2 separate regions of the Mus musculus genome follow, and region 1 is linked to region 2. The links are chromatin contacts, called in public promoter capture Hi-C maps. All regions are on one chromosome and are shown on one strand. Each heading gives the region's core, a stretch centred on a gene start, on an enhancer-like site or on the middle of the called end of the contact. The rest is flanking DNA. Distances are from core to core; before and after follow the strand shown. Region 1 holds the start of 1700012A03Rik (RIKEN cDNA 1700012A03 gene). Region 2 has its middle 84 kb from the start of Gm31894.

Region 1 (5,837 bases), core at 3,049-5,548, 120 kb after region 2:
ACTCTGTCCAAATCTTTACCTAGTTCAATCAATTTGCAATGGTTATTTTGTTAATGACTATGTACGTATATGTGTGTATGGAATAGCTTTCTTTACATATGTCTATCTGGGTTATTTTCTAAATTGGGTGATTGTGTGGATGGAAAGAAGTCATTTTTCTGAAGGGCAAGTCTGAAAATATCTCCTATGAGTGACCCATGCAAGACTACCTTTGCTGAAACTGGAATAGTTAATCTCTGCAAACTTTATTTCATTTTTCCAAAGAAGCAGAGAGCCTTCAATGTAGGAAGGAACCAATATTCCATCCCCTGTTTGCTTAGTTCAGTGCTGAGGAGAGTGTCAGAGGGAGTCAAGGGAGGACACTGAAGGTCCAGACTTAAACACAAGGATGGAAAGAACAGCTCACCAGGAAGAGTTCGGAATGCTTGGTGTTTTTACAGTATGTGGCTGATGCCACCAACCTTGCTACGTATGCAGCCTGGCACTGCACTTGGGCACTGGGTAACACGAAGCAAACATAGCTTTAACAGTTATAGGTGATAACTGAAGAGGAACTTATGTATGGACTGCCCTTGGCCTATCTCCTCTTGACAGCTACCATGGCAACAAGAACCAAATGGGAGTGATGACAAGGACCTAATGGACAGTTGTAAACCCACTGTCAGACAATGATCAAGAACATCCTTGAGTGGCAAGGATAGGTGGGTAGCTATGGAACGCTCCACAGAAACACACACACATTCTCTCTCTTTTTCTCTTTTTCTCTGTGTATATTGGTGTGTGTGTGTGTGTGTGTGTGTGTGTGTGTGTGTGTGTGTTTAGTGGCTGTTCTGCTCCTTCCGATGAAGTAAGGGGTTCAGGAAAAGCAGAAACTCATAGGCACATCACACACTTACTGATTTGGCCCTTGAGTTTAGGAGAGTTTCGCTTTCTTAAAGTGTCAGCAGATACTTTAAGTGTGAAACTCTGAGATACAGGGCACAAGATAGGGGACCTGGCTTCTTTAATGCTGTGGACACTGCCACACTAGTCTGTTTTCTGTGCAAAAGATTCAGGCACACTATCTTTCCAACCCATCTTGATACCCCAAAATTATATGATATTCTCACTTCCTTCATAAGCCTCATAGCATTTAAAGCCTGAAGTGGCTGTATGCGTTCTCCTGCACAGTTGTGCTACAGTCTAGTGAGTAACCCCTCCCCCTCACTGTTAGCCCCTGAGACTGGGGAGACCATTTTCCCAAGAAAACCAATGACAGCAGCGATTCTGACTAACTAATAGCAGTGTAAAGGTAAGCCTTTCGTAAGTCTAAATGAACAGCAGCTTTCACAATGCAAGCATACCAAAATGAAGAGGGAACTCAAATGTTGGGTCCCAACAAGCACTGTGGAAGATGGGAGTAGGGTGGGGATCCAAAGGATGGAAATTTTGTTTCATTTCAAATTATGTAAAGTCTAAGGTGATGACTTTAGAGCTAACCACCAAGAACAGAGAGATTGAATGTATTCCTCTGGAAACAGCAGATATACCAAATAAGATAAAGCTGACTTAGTCTGAGAGAAGCATGCTATGAGAAAATATGGAGAAAGAACCATTGGAGTGACTGTCAGGTCTGTGAGGGATCTGGGATTAACCAGAGGGTACTATGTTAGCTTCTTACTAGCTTCCAGGAAGCATGAAACTCCTGAGTTTTATATGGGATGGAGATAAAGGGTTCTGAAACTCATACACAGCAATCAGCATGAGCACCATACAAGAGCCTGGGTTCCCTTTGTGCCCTATGCCCCATGGGAATGCCTATACTGATGTGGTAAGTGTGCTGGGCTTGTGTTGCGGCTGAGGAAAGCTGAGACTGGGGAATCTACTTTTTTGTTTTTTAATAGCAAGAGGCAAGCTTGCCAGTGGGTCCCAGAGGGAGCCATGGCCTAATTCTGTAAGATTTTTTGGTACAAATGCAACCCTGAGAAAAGACCCAGGCCATGGGCAGTCAGATCCTTGTCTTCTGGGCATGCTCAGAAAAATCTGCAGAAGCTTGAGAGATCTGCTGAGGAGTTTCTATCCAAATAGTTGTAACTACACAATACGGTCCCATAAACAGATCCAAACGCATTAGGGTTAGCAGTGACAGACATTCATTAAACTTGCATTTTAAAAGAGAGTTTGAATCTAAAAGGTATGCCATTTATAAGAACCATATAAACTGTAGTTTCTCTTTGGACCTTAAGTGTTAGCCCATGCTGTATCTTGACTGGCTAAATGTGTGTGTGTGTGTGTGTGTGTGTGTGTGTGTGTGTGTGTGTGTGTGTATGTGTATGTGTGTGTGTGTGTAGAGGGGTATATGTGGACTGTATGCACATAGTGGCTGTGACGTGGCAGTAAGAACATGCAGATTATTTCTGTTCTCTTCCTTTCTCTGTGCTTTGTCAAGTCCGTTCACACCTTTGCAAGATAGATGCCGAGAATTTGCGGTAAGAAGAAATGAAGGAAGCATGCTATGTAAACACTCGCCCAAATAGAACCAACGCCACAAAATAAATATTGTAAAATGTATTTTAGGCAGAATTCCCCCGAAGCCCGAGCTCCCCACTAACTCAGGATGAAGCACGTCATTATTGTATAAGTGAAGAAAGAGAGGGATATGAGGAGACATGTGCCGACATGGAACAGTGAAGATGAATGCCCAGTGAGGTTCAGGAGAATGGGATACGTGTCCAGAAGTGGGAGGTGGTCAGGATGAGGTGACCCTGGCTAGGGAGTACTCTGCTTTGGGCAAACAGTACACATGTGGCTCATGGCATGTGGCTGGTTTATTGTAGCTTGCTTGAGAAGCAGAAGTGTGTGTTTGAGAACTTTATTAGCAAAGGCAGGGAAGAGGGGAAGCCACATAGAGGCAGACGCTGCCTTCCTGGAGTAGGTAGGTGGCTGATCATCGTGGCTATGCAGATAAAGCCAGAAACACCTGCCTAGAAGGGCCCACTTGAAAGCTTAACTCTACTGAGTCTCATGAAAAGAAATGGTCCTGTGTGAGCTGGGTGTTAAGTTACAGGTGGTATGAACAGGCATATTGCTCTTCTGGAAAACTGAGGCTGACTGGCAATAATTGCAAAAGGATGTTTATGTACTGAGAATGAAGAGTCTCATATTGGGTCAGCTGAGGCCAGAGTCCAAATTTAACTCTTTCTAGACACCCCAGAGTGGGAGGTGGTCTGGAGTTAGTTTGTTGGCTATGGCTATGGTTGATGTTGGCTGACTAATTGTGCACATGTGTGTGAGTGTGTATGTGTGTGTGTGTGTTTTGATGGTGTTGTTCTAATGGGAGGGGTTGCTAGGGATGCTAGTTTCGCTCCTTCCCCCACCCCCCTTCTTCATCTTCTGTCAACCCATTCACACCTTTGCAAGACAGATGGGGAAAGACTGCTTCTGTGGAGTATGGGATTTAACACCTGGCTCCCTGGACTTGGGGCCAGGGAGGGGTCTGGTGTATATGTGTCAGGAGCTGTTGGAGAGGCTCCAGAGCATCTGCCTAGGGACACAGTGGACAAAAATCTGGAGATGTCTCTACTGGAGGCTGAGGAGATGAGGAGAGCATCATACTGTCTTGAGGGCTAAAAAAACCACTCACTCACCCAGGCCACGTGCTAACAAACTGTTGGCAGAGGACTAGAGAAAGATATTTTCAAAAGCAGCAGCAACAAAAGTTGCAAAGGACTCCATCAGGACTGCAGACCCCTCTCTGCATCTCATTAGCGCCTGGAGGTAGGAGAAGAGATTCTGGCTGGAGCTGCCTGGAACTGCCTGTACCCAAGGGGTCTGAAAACCAATGCAAAAACCCAGAGTTGGGCTGGGGACAAGCAGGGGCTGCTCAGAGCTTGAAAAAGGCCTCTCGGATGCTGTTTGTTGGTCTGTTCCCTGTGTGCAAGTTTCCATCAGACTCCCTTGCACTTAGAATGCTAGCACTCTGGAAGTTGAGGAGGTAAGATTGCTATCTATACATTATGGCCATACAGGGAGTTCCAGAAAAGACAAAGAGAACTACAGAGGGAGGCCCATCTCAAGTCAGCAAAACCAACAAACAGCAATAAAAACGTATTAGATAACTAAATCCTTTTGTGTGGGGCATTTTTGTTGTTTGTTTCTATTTCTTCAAACGGTCACAACTTTCTCATACATTTGAAATGCAAGCCTTAGCAACAATCTCCATGAAGATGAATTGCCCTGTCTTCAGTCAACTCTTGATGTCATAGCACAGATGTGTCAGTTGGCTGATGGTGACTCTAAGCACATAGAGATTTCTCCCCACCCTGAGCCTGCCACTCACCGCTGAAGTACAGACCCTCCTTTACAGCTAGAGGATGGGCTCCTCTTTCCTCTCTGGAAACCAGGCAAGAAAATTGACAACAAATTCCCTCAGTTTACCCTGTAGAGTTCTTAACCCTCCTTGCTTGGGGTGTCATGCCCCGACCTTTTAAGGAAACTCATCTTGACCTGGAAGTTGGGATGAGATACGTCAGACTATAAGCATCTCTGTCTGTTGACACAAAAGAGTAGAAGCAGGACCAACAGACACAAACCAATAGAAGCAGGGATCACATCTGACCTCAGGATGAGGGTTTCTGCTACTCTAAATCCTTGGGCACAGGATGCTGATCTCTTTAAATCAAATGGATACATATGCTATGTTCTTACTCTATAAAATGGGAATGGGAAGTGAAGAATGACGGTCACAAAGAGTCTGTGATGGTCCACTGGTTGGAGCTAGGAAAGATTTCTTGCTAAGAACCTCATTCCCGCAGCCAAGGCAACCAGAGAAGCTGACAAACGTGGCTAGATTCCAGGACACTGTGTGCCTTGGATGCAGGGTGAGCTGGGGACCAGCCATCTCACTATAGAAAACAGTTGAGTTTGCAATAAGCTTTGGACATCAGGTCCCCAGAAATGGCAATGAGCTTTTGTGCAGTTATTATGCTACAAGGAACTCTTGCCATTGGTTACCTCAAGTGGGGAGCTATGGTAGGTGGGGTTAAGAAGAGACTTGGGCAAATATTTGGCCAAAGTCCAGGTCAGCTGCAGAGAGACACTGTGAACTCACAACACCTGTGCAGTATGCCCAGCGGTAGGGAGATGGTTTTGTTTTTGCACTAGGTTGCACAGGGCATTGTTTGTAGCATTAGTATTGTAGAACATTGCCTGTGTAGGGCTGGAGTAAGAAAACAAAGCACAGAAAACAAAAACAAAAAGCCTGACTGCCTGGTGTTGTAGCTTGCCCAGTTAGACGAGGACAAAGGAATAATAGCTCATCACCCTCACTCCTACTGTCTGTATCACTTCTGTCCAACTGTATAGGTGGGGACCGACTCACCTGGAGAGATGTTGAAGTAGAACTATGAAAACCAAACCCAAAGCAACTTCCAGGAGACTCCAAAGTAAGCCAAGCATGAGTGATGTGAGTGGTCGGTCAGGTTTACTTATGGCTGTGGAGCCAGGAAGCTTAATTTGAGGTTAGTGAACGAACAGCCAAGTCACCATATTTGAGTGGTCCCAAGAGTAACCTGAGAAGAGAAGCCCACCCTTCATCTTGCTTCACCTCCTGGCTCCTTTGTCACCTGACACTTCGCTTCCTCATTGCTGAACTCTCTGGAAGGACCATGGATACTGACATGAGACGAGCATACACTGTTATTCATTCACGTGTCCATGCCTCCTGGCAAGGGTGCGTTGACCTTCAGGAGCTTTCCACTGAGGTACTTCCTGTTTCCTTTCCTTACTTTATCCTCAACTTCCCTTGTCCCCTCCAGCCTGGGCCCTCACATCAAAACGAGTAACGTAAAATGCATTGA
Region 2 (6,497 bases), core at 1,068-3,567:
GAGGAGGATAAGGTGAGGGTGACGGCTCCACCCCTGACTGAACACTCAGGGCCATGAAAACACAGTATTCATTTCCTTGCTTCAAATAGCAAAGATATTCAAGGCCCCAGCCTTCACCCAGGCCCCTGCATCCTGAGTCACATCGGACAGTCCCAGCTGTCAACTCTGTCCCATGCAGACCATTCCCCCCCCCTTTTTTTTATTACGTATTTTCCTCAATGACATTTCCAATGCTATCCCAAAAGTCACCCATATCCTTCCCCCCCCCACACTTTCCTACCCACCCATTCCCATTCTTTTGGCCCTGGCGTTCCCCTGTACTGGGGCATATAAAGTTTGTGTGTCCAATGGGCCTCTCTTTCCAGTGATGGCCGACTAGGCCATCTTTTGATACATATGTAGCTAGAGTCAAGAGCTCCGGGGTACTGGTTAGTTCATAATGTTGTTGCACCTACAGGGTTGCAGATCTCTTTAGCTCCTTGGATACTTTCTCTAGCTCCTCCATTGGGGGCCCTGTGATCCATCCAATTGCTGACTGTGAGCACCCACCACCCACTTATGTGTTTGCTAGGCCCCGGCCTAGACTCACAAGAGACAGCTATATCTGGGTCCTTTCAGCAAAATCTTGCTAGTGTATGCAGTGGTGTCAGCGTTTGGAAGCTGATTATGGGTGGATCCCTAGATAAGGCAGTCTCTAGATGGTTCATCCTTTTGTCTCAGCTCCAAACTTTGTCTCTGTAACTCCTTCCATGGGTGTTTTGTTCCCAATTCTAAGAAGGGGCACAGTGTCCACACTTTGGTCTTCATTCTTCTAGGGTTTCATTCATGCAGACCATTTTTATTACATCCCGAGGTGCTGCTGTGCCCACATAGGATCATCCTGGTCCCTTCAACAGAAAAATGACAGAGGATCTGGATTAGTTACTTTACACCCCCCCCCCCTTTCTCTTTTGAGACAAGATCTCTTGTAGGCCGGGCTGCTTGGAATTTGCTATGCAGTTAACCCTGAACTCCTGATCCTCCTACCCCAATGCTGATGTTGCAGTTTATGATGCTCTCAGATTTACCCCCCAGAGGTGATATTTAGATACATACTAGGTGATTACTTTACCAGCTGAGCTGAATGCCAGCTTTTGGATTAATTTCCTAGGAATGCAAATGGGGCCACTTAAACCATTAGAAATGCATTGCCCCACATTTCTGAAGACTGGAAGGTCAAGACCAAAGTGTCCATAGGGCTATTGTACCTCCAAAGACCTACAAGAGAGATTGCCGCCTCTTCCACCCTCTGTATTCTTGCTTTCCTTTACTTGTTGTCGTGTTTTCCCATCTCTGCCTCCATCATTGTGTGTGTTCTTGCATCTTTGCACCATTTTATGGTGGCTCTGCCTTTCCTAAGGGCATCAGTCGTACTGGGCATCCTACTTCATCCTAAAGACAGTTTTATCTAAATCAATTCTGTCTACAGAGACCCTATTACTAAATGAGAACACTTCTATAGTATGCAGGTGGACTCCAAGATATTTTTTATAGGGGAAGATATAATTCACCCACACCAAATACCTAGAAATACGTTGATTGTCTTCCAAACTCAGGCTGGAGCTTGGTGTGTCTGATGATTTTCCCTGTGTTGAGCATGTGGGTTATACAATGACCCAAAGTCAACGGAATATCAGTATCTGTAGTATTTGCTAGCCATTCACATAGGGTTACTGCTTCCCACATTCTTATTCCCAAAGACAATTATCTGAGCAGAAGGATATGCCTTGGCGATGTGCTTGAGTACTTTGGGGCAATTGTGACTTCCAGAATAAAATGTTAAGTGTGGTGATGCTTGACTGACCTCATAATTATATACATGCTATGGAGAACTGAGCTCTAACTAGGAGCAGATTCAGTGGGCTGGTTCTCTTTTGCACTGGCTATTTGTATTTGTTGACAATTTGTGTGTGTTTGTGTGTGTGTGTGTGTGTGTGTGTGTTGTTCACTACTATATTTACTGGTTGATGGCGTGTGAGGTAGGAGGAGACTCAGAGAAGAGACTTCGTGTTTAGCTAGAAAACAATCTCTGAAACAATGGAATGTCAAAGATGACATGGAGTCTGGTGAAGACACTGCGTGTCACAGAAGACACATTCCACAATGGCTGTGCAGAATGAAGCTGATTCCGCCCCCGGCTGTGCTCCCTGACCCCAGCTGTGACACAAACTGACCTCCTATCTGTCTGGGCCTTTCTCTGGGAAGCTTCCTCTCATTTCCTGGGAGATGCTCTGGGTCAAGGGCACTTTCCAGAGTGGAACTTTCCACTGCCTCATAAACTTCTCGTTGCTAAGCGATGATGGTGCTCACCAGAGGGGCTGCTCCTGCGCAGGGCAGCCTGTTCACTACCCCATCTGCAATTTAAATTCCCTGACAGGCAGAGACAGCCAAGCTGTTCACTTGAGATTGCAAAGAGTTAGATTGAAATACAAGGAATATCCAATGCCTGGAGCCCCTCATAAATTTTGCTTTGATAGTGACTGGGAGAGAGATGGGGAGAGAAGGAGCCAGGAGGCGATTGTAGGGGCAGCCCTATCGCAGTTGAATTTACTGTTGATCTCTCTGCTTCATTCCCCCGCAGCCCCGAGTGTGCACCCACTCTCTAGCCTCTGCCTATTTCTGGTCAGTGGGCTTCTGGGCCCTTCTGCTGTTCCTATGACCGCACAGGTACCATAGCCGCCATTGCCCCCACGCCATTGCTTTCTCTCGGAGTAGCCTGAACTCCCCTAAGGGCCCAGCAGCGTGTGCCCTTAGCAATGCTAGGGCTTTAGGTGTTTTGGTAACAGCTGAGAACTTTGCTTGTGACTTTAGCTGGATTGTATGAGGTAACCAAGTATTCCTGAATTCCGCAGGCGCCCCAGGGGAAGCCACGCCCTTCAGCGGGCAGAGGCTGATGGTGGTTACATGTCAGGGAGTGTGGCAGCAGCAACTCTGCAGCTGAGGTCCACAGAGGAGCATAAAGGAGGGGATGAGGAGGAGCTTGTAGGCCCCGCCTCTCTGGAGATTTGATTCTGTGATTAAATTCATTCTTTCAGTATCCCCTCTAATCACCTCTGGGCTCTGGGGTTCTTAAATGTAAACAAACAATCCTATTTATTTATTTATTTACTCCCAAGTATCAAAAAGCTATCCTCAAGTCATTCGGTTTTCCAGGTCCTTTCAACAGGAAGGGCTGGGACAGCTAGACTGAGGAATGAAATGTGCAGTTCAAAGTAGATGGTAGTGATCAATTGTCTGCTTTGGTTCATGAGGTGGGGCTAGCTGCCTGAGGGTTCCCCTCCTCTCCCCATGCTAAGTGGGAACGAGACCATGGGACTCAGAACCATGGGTAGACAATTCCTCTCCTCCAGGAGCTGTCAATCTTCAAAGTACATAGGTTATACTCAATGGGCTGAAAAGTCAGGACAATCCAAATAAGGGCCCTCTGTGTCGAGAGGAGTCAAGCTTAGAATGAAATTTCCAGAGAGGGGGGGACTGCAAGCTCCTTGGCGGGGACTGCAAGCTCCTTCTCCAAGGCGGGGACTGCAAGCTCCTCCTCCAAGATCATCACAGAGAGGCGGAGCCTGCAAGCTCTTCCTCCTATATCATCAAATTCATATCTATAAGAATAACCATAATCATCATCATCATAATTATAATAATAAAAATAAAAGGAAATTAGCAAGTGTTGGTCCCGACGTGAGGAAACTGGAGCCCCACATGGCTGGTGACAGTGTAAATGGTGTGACGTCATTGGGAAACACTTTGGCAGCTCCTCAGAAACACACGCGGAGATAGCACCTGCCCAGTGCTTCCATTCCTAAGTTTACAGTCAGAAAACCTGAAAGCAGAGACTCGAACGGAATTTCTCCTACACCTGTGTCTACGGCAGCATTCATTATTCACCATAGCTAGAAGCCTGGAATCATCTAGGCGCTCACTGGTGCATGAATGGAGAAGTGTGGTTTACAGTGGGATCTTAATTGGCTATGTGACTATCAGTGAAAATTTGGTACGGCAAAGTGATATGTGGTACAACATGGATGGATCTTGGAAGCATTGCACTAGGTGAAATGAGTCAGGCATGAGATGGTGAATTGACTCGGAGTTTACCCAGGTGAGGGTCCTAGGGAAGTCAAACCCACAGAGGGAGGATGCAGAGTTTGGATGATGGGGGAGCGCAGAAGAGGGAATGGGGACTGACAGTTTGCAGTGTTTAGCTGTGTTATAGATGACGGAAATCTTTGGGTATAGATAGTGATGGCGCTTGTGTACCACCAGAGTTGTACTTAGTGCTGCCATATTGCACAAGAGTGGCTTGGCTAAGGTAATTACCATTACACTGTATATAAATTGCCATAATTATATAAGAATGAGGGACTGGTGAAGTGGCTCAGCAGGTGATGCTGCCAAGCCTGACTGCCCGAGTTTGAATACCAGACCCATATGGGTCAAAAGAGAGAAATGATTTTTCTAAGTTGTTCTCTGGCCTCCACACAAGCACCAGGGTACAGTTGTGCATGGACTTGTGCATGCACAAAAGTGTGTGTATGTGTGTGTGCACACACACAAATAAGTAAATTCGATGAGTATGGGTTGGGAAGAATCCTGGTGATGTGATAGGACACGGGAGGGACAGAAGTGAAGTGGCCACCAGCACACCTAGGCTGAAAGGCACAGCCTGGCTAGAGGAGACTGTGTGTAAACGGGGGAGGGGAGGTATCACACACCACCACACAGCCATAAGGGTGTCAGCTGGCAGTGTATAGAGAAGATCAGAGGCACTCATCCCTACATGGGGTGTCTCCATCAAGTCCCCCCCCCCAGGGAACCCCGAGGAAGAGGAAGCAGAGAGGGGGTAAGAGCCAGAGGGGACAGAGGAGGCCAAGAAAACAAGCCCCTTTAAATCAACATGATCAAAGCTCATATGAACTCCCAGGGTGTGGATGGGGACCCACGGACAGGAACAACCAGACCACATAACGACTTGGCGGGGTGGGGTGGTGGTGGTGGTGGTGGTGTGTGGGGCGGGGAGGTTTAACGCCACATAAGGCAGAAGTAGCCTTGAGTGCGTGGTAACATGATCTTGACATATTGATCCCTCCTACCGTATTTTCATCTCCTCTCACCTTCTAAATTCCATCCAGAACACTAAAAGTCCCCCAGCCCTCCCTGCACCCACATTGGACCTTGGGGGAGCGACTGGTTTTGCATCTTCTTCTGTGTGTGATAGCAGGGGTAGAAACCTGCAGCTGCTCTCCTGAACACCTTGAAGTCATCGACCTGATCTGAGGGGCAGAGGGGGCTGGATAGGGGGCAGATGGTGGCTTCAGGACAGGGTTCAGGAGCGTGGGGGTGGAGTTATGCCGAAGTCTTCGCTCCTGGGTCCACACCTTGCCTCTGCCCTCTCCCCTTATTTTCTCTCTCTAGCCCACCCTGTCTTACCACCCTCCTCTCCCCGTAGCGCTCCCACACACCAGAAGCCCTGGGCCACAGCTTCTGAGGTAGGTGGCCGGCCAAATTCAAAGCCCTGAGCCTGGTTGTCTCAGCTGAGGCAGAGGAAGTCTCTACCATTTGATCTTTATGTTGCTGCTCAGGCGTCTCAGCGGTTACAAATAGCCCAGCCCTCTGCGTGCTGACGGCAGCAATGGGACATTACAGTAATGTACCCATTCAAACAGAGTGGATGCCAAGATTGCTACAGCAGCTTTTAGCCACGGAACATTTAGCCTTCAGTAATAGCATTCTGGGTCCCTCTGGAAGCTTCCTCGCAGATGCACCTGGGATATCCCCGCCCCACCACAGCTCTGGGACCGAAGAAGGGACAAAGAAGAGTTCTCATTTCTGTTGAGGAAACACATTCAAATAAGGGAGCCTCATGCAGAAAATAGGAAAGGGATCGCTGACGAATGCCATGATCATATGATAATGTACGCGCATCCTCCACACCGATCACGGGCGAGGTCTCCTTAACGGCTGTGTTGTCACTGAGACCAGGAGACAGAGCAGCTGTCGGGAGACACACATGGTAGCGCTCTGCCTTACAGCACTACACCCCCAAGCCCATGACCTTGACCTTTTAGACAAGGAAAGTCATTTCAGGGCTGGCCTCGGGAAATGCTAGACTCAGAGGAAGCTGGCCTGTCCTTGGCCTCCCAGGCTCCAATCTCAAGGCTCCTATGCTGTTCTGGGATCTCTACTCTGTGCCCTCCTGTCTTCCTGAGCACCAGTCCTCAGGAGCCCGCAGAATTTACACAGCAGGCCTTGCCTACTAATAGGAGCTCAGTAAATCGCCAAGGCTGCAATAGAATTACCAGAGGCCTTGCTCTGTGGTCACCCATGTGGAGAAATGGAGCAAGACAGTGTCCTATCTCTGTAACCCCTTTACCTCACTACTGCTCACAAAACAGGGAAGAAAACTGATAAGGGTCGGGGGCCTGAATCGGATCTCTCCACCCTGGCTTGCCAAAACTGCACCA

The links. Promoter capture Hi-C pulls out the DNA fragments that hold promoters and counts their contacts.
Region 1: a promoter capture Hi-C map of hippocampal neurons shows a contact between it and region 2, with 2.2 times the contacts expected there. The contact joins the promoter of 1700012A03Rik here to the enhancer-like site in region 2. A contact is called at or near these places in 1 of 39 promoter capture datasets (hippocampal neurons), 5 of 484 Hi-C or Micro-C datasets (the HL-1 cell line, the N1E-115 cell line, embryonic stem cells and 2 more) and 1 of 9 other capture datasets (pancreatic islet).

What each region holds. Positions count from the first base shown.
Region 1 is chr6:32,045,990-32,051,826 of GRCm38.p6, forward strand. 1700012A03Rik (RIKEN cDNA 1700012A03 gene) reads left to right here and starts at 4,299. Exons shown (of 3, transcript NM_029587.3): 1 at 4,299-4,382; 2 at 5,344-5,741. The coding sequence starts at 5,646.
Region 2 is chr6:31,931,239-31,937,735 of GRCm38.p6, forward strand. No RefSeq gene overlaps it. Among named protein-coding and RNA genes, the nearest start is that of Gm31894, 84 kb to the right of the region's middle. Within about 2 kb of position 2,318, at least 10 of the 459 cell types and tissues checked have an H3K27ac peak or open chromatin away from gene starts, as enhancers often do. A contact at or near this core is called in embryonic stem cells, hippocampal neurons and nephron progenitors, where this site is marked.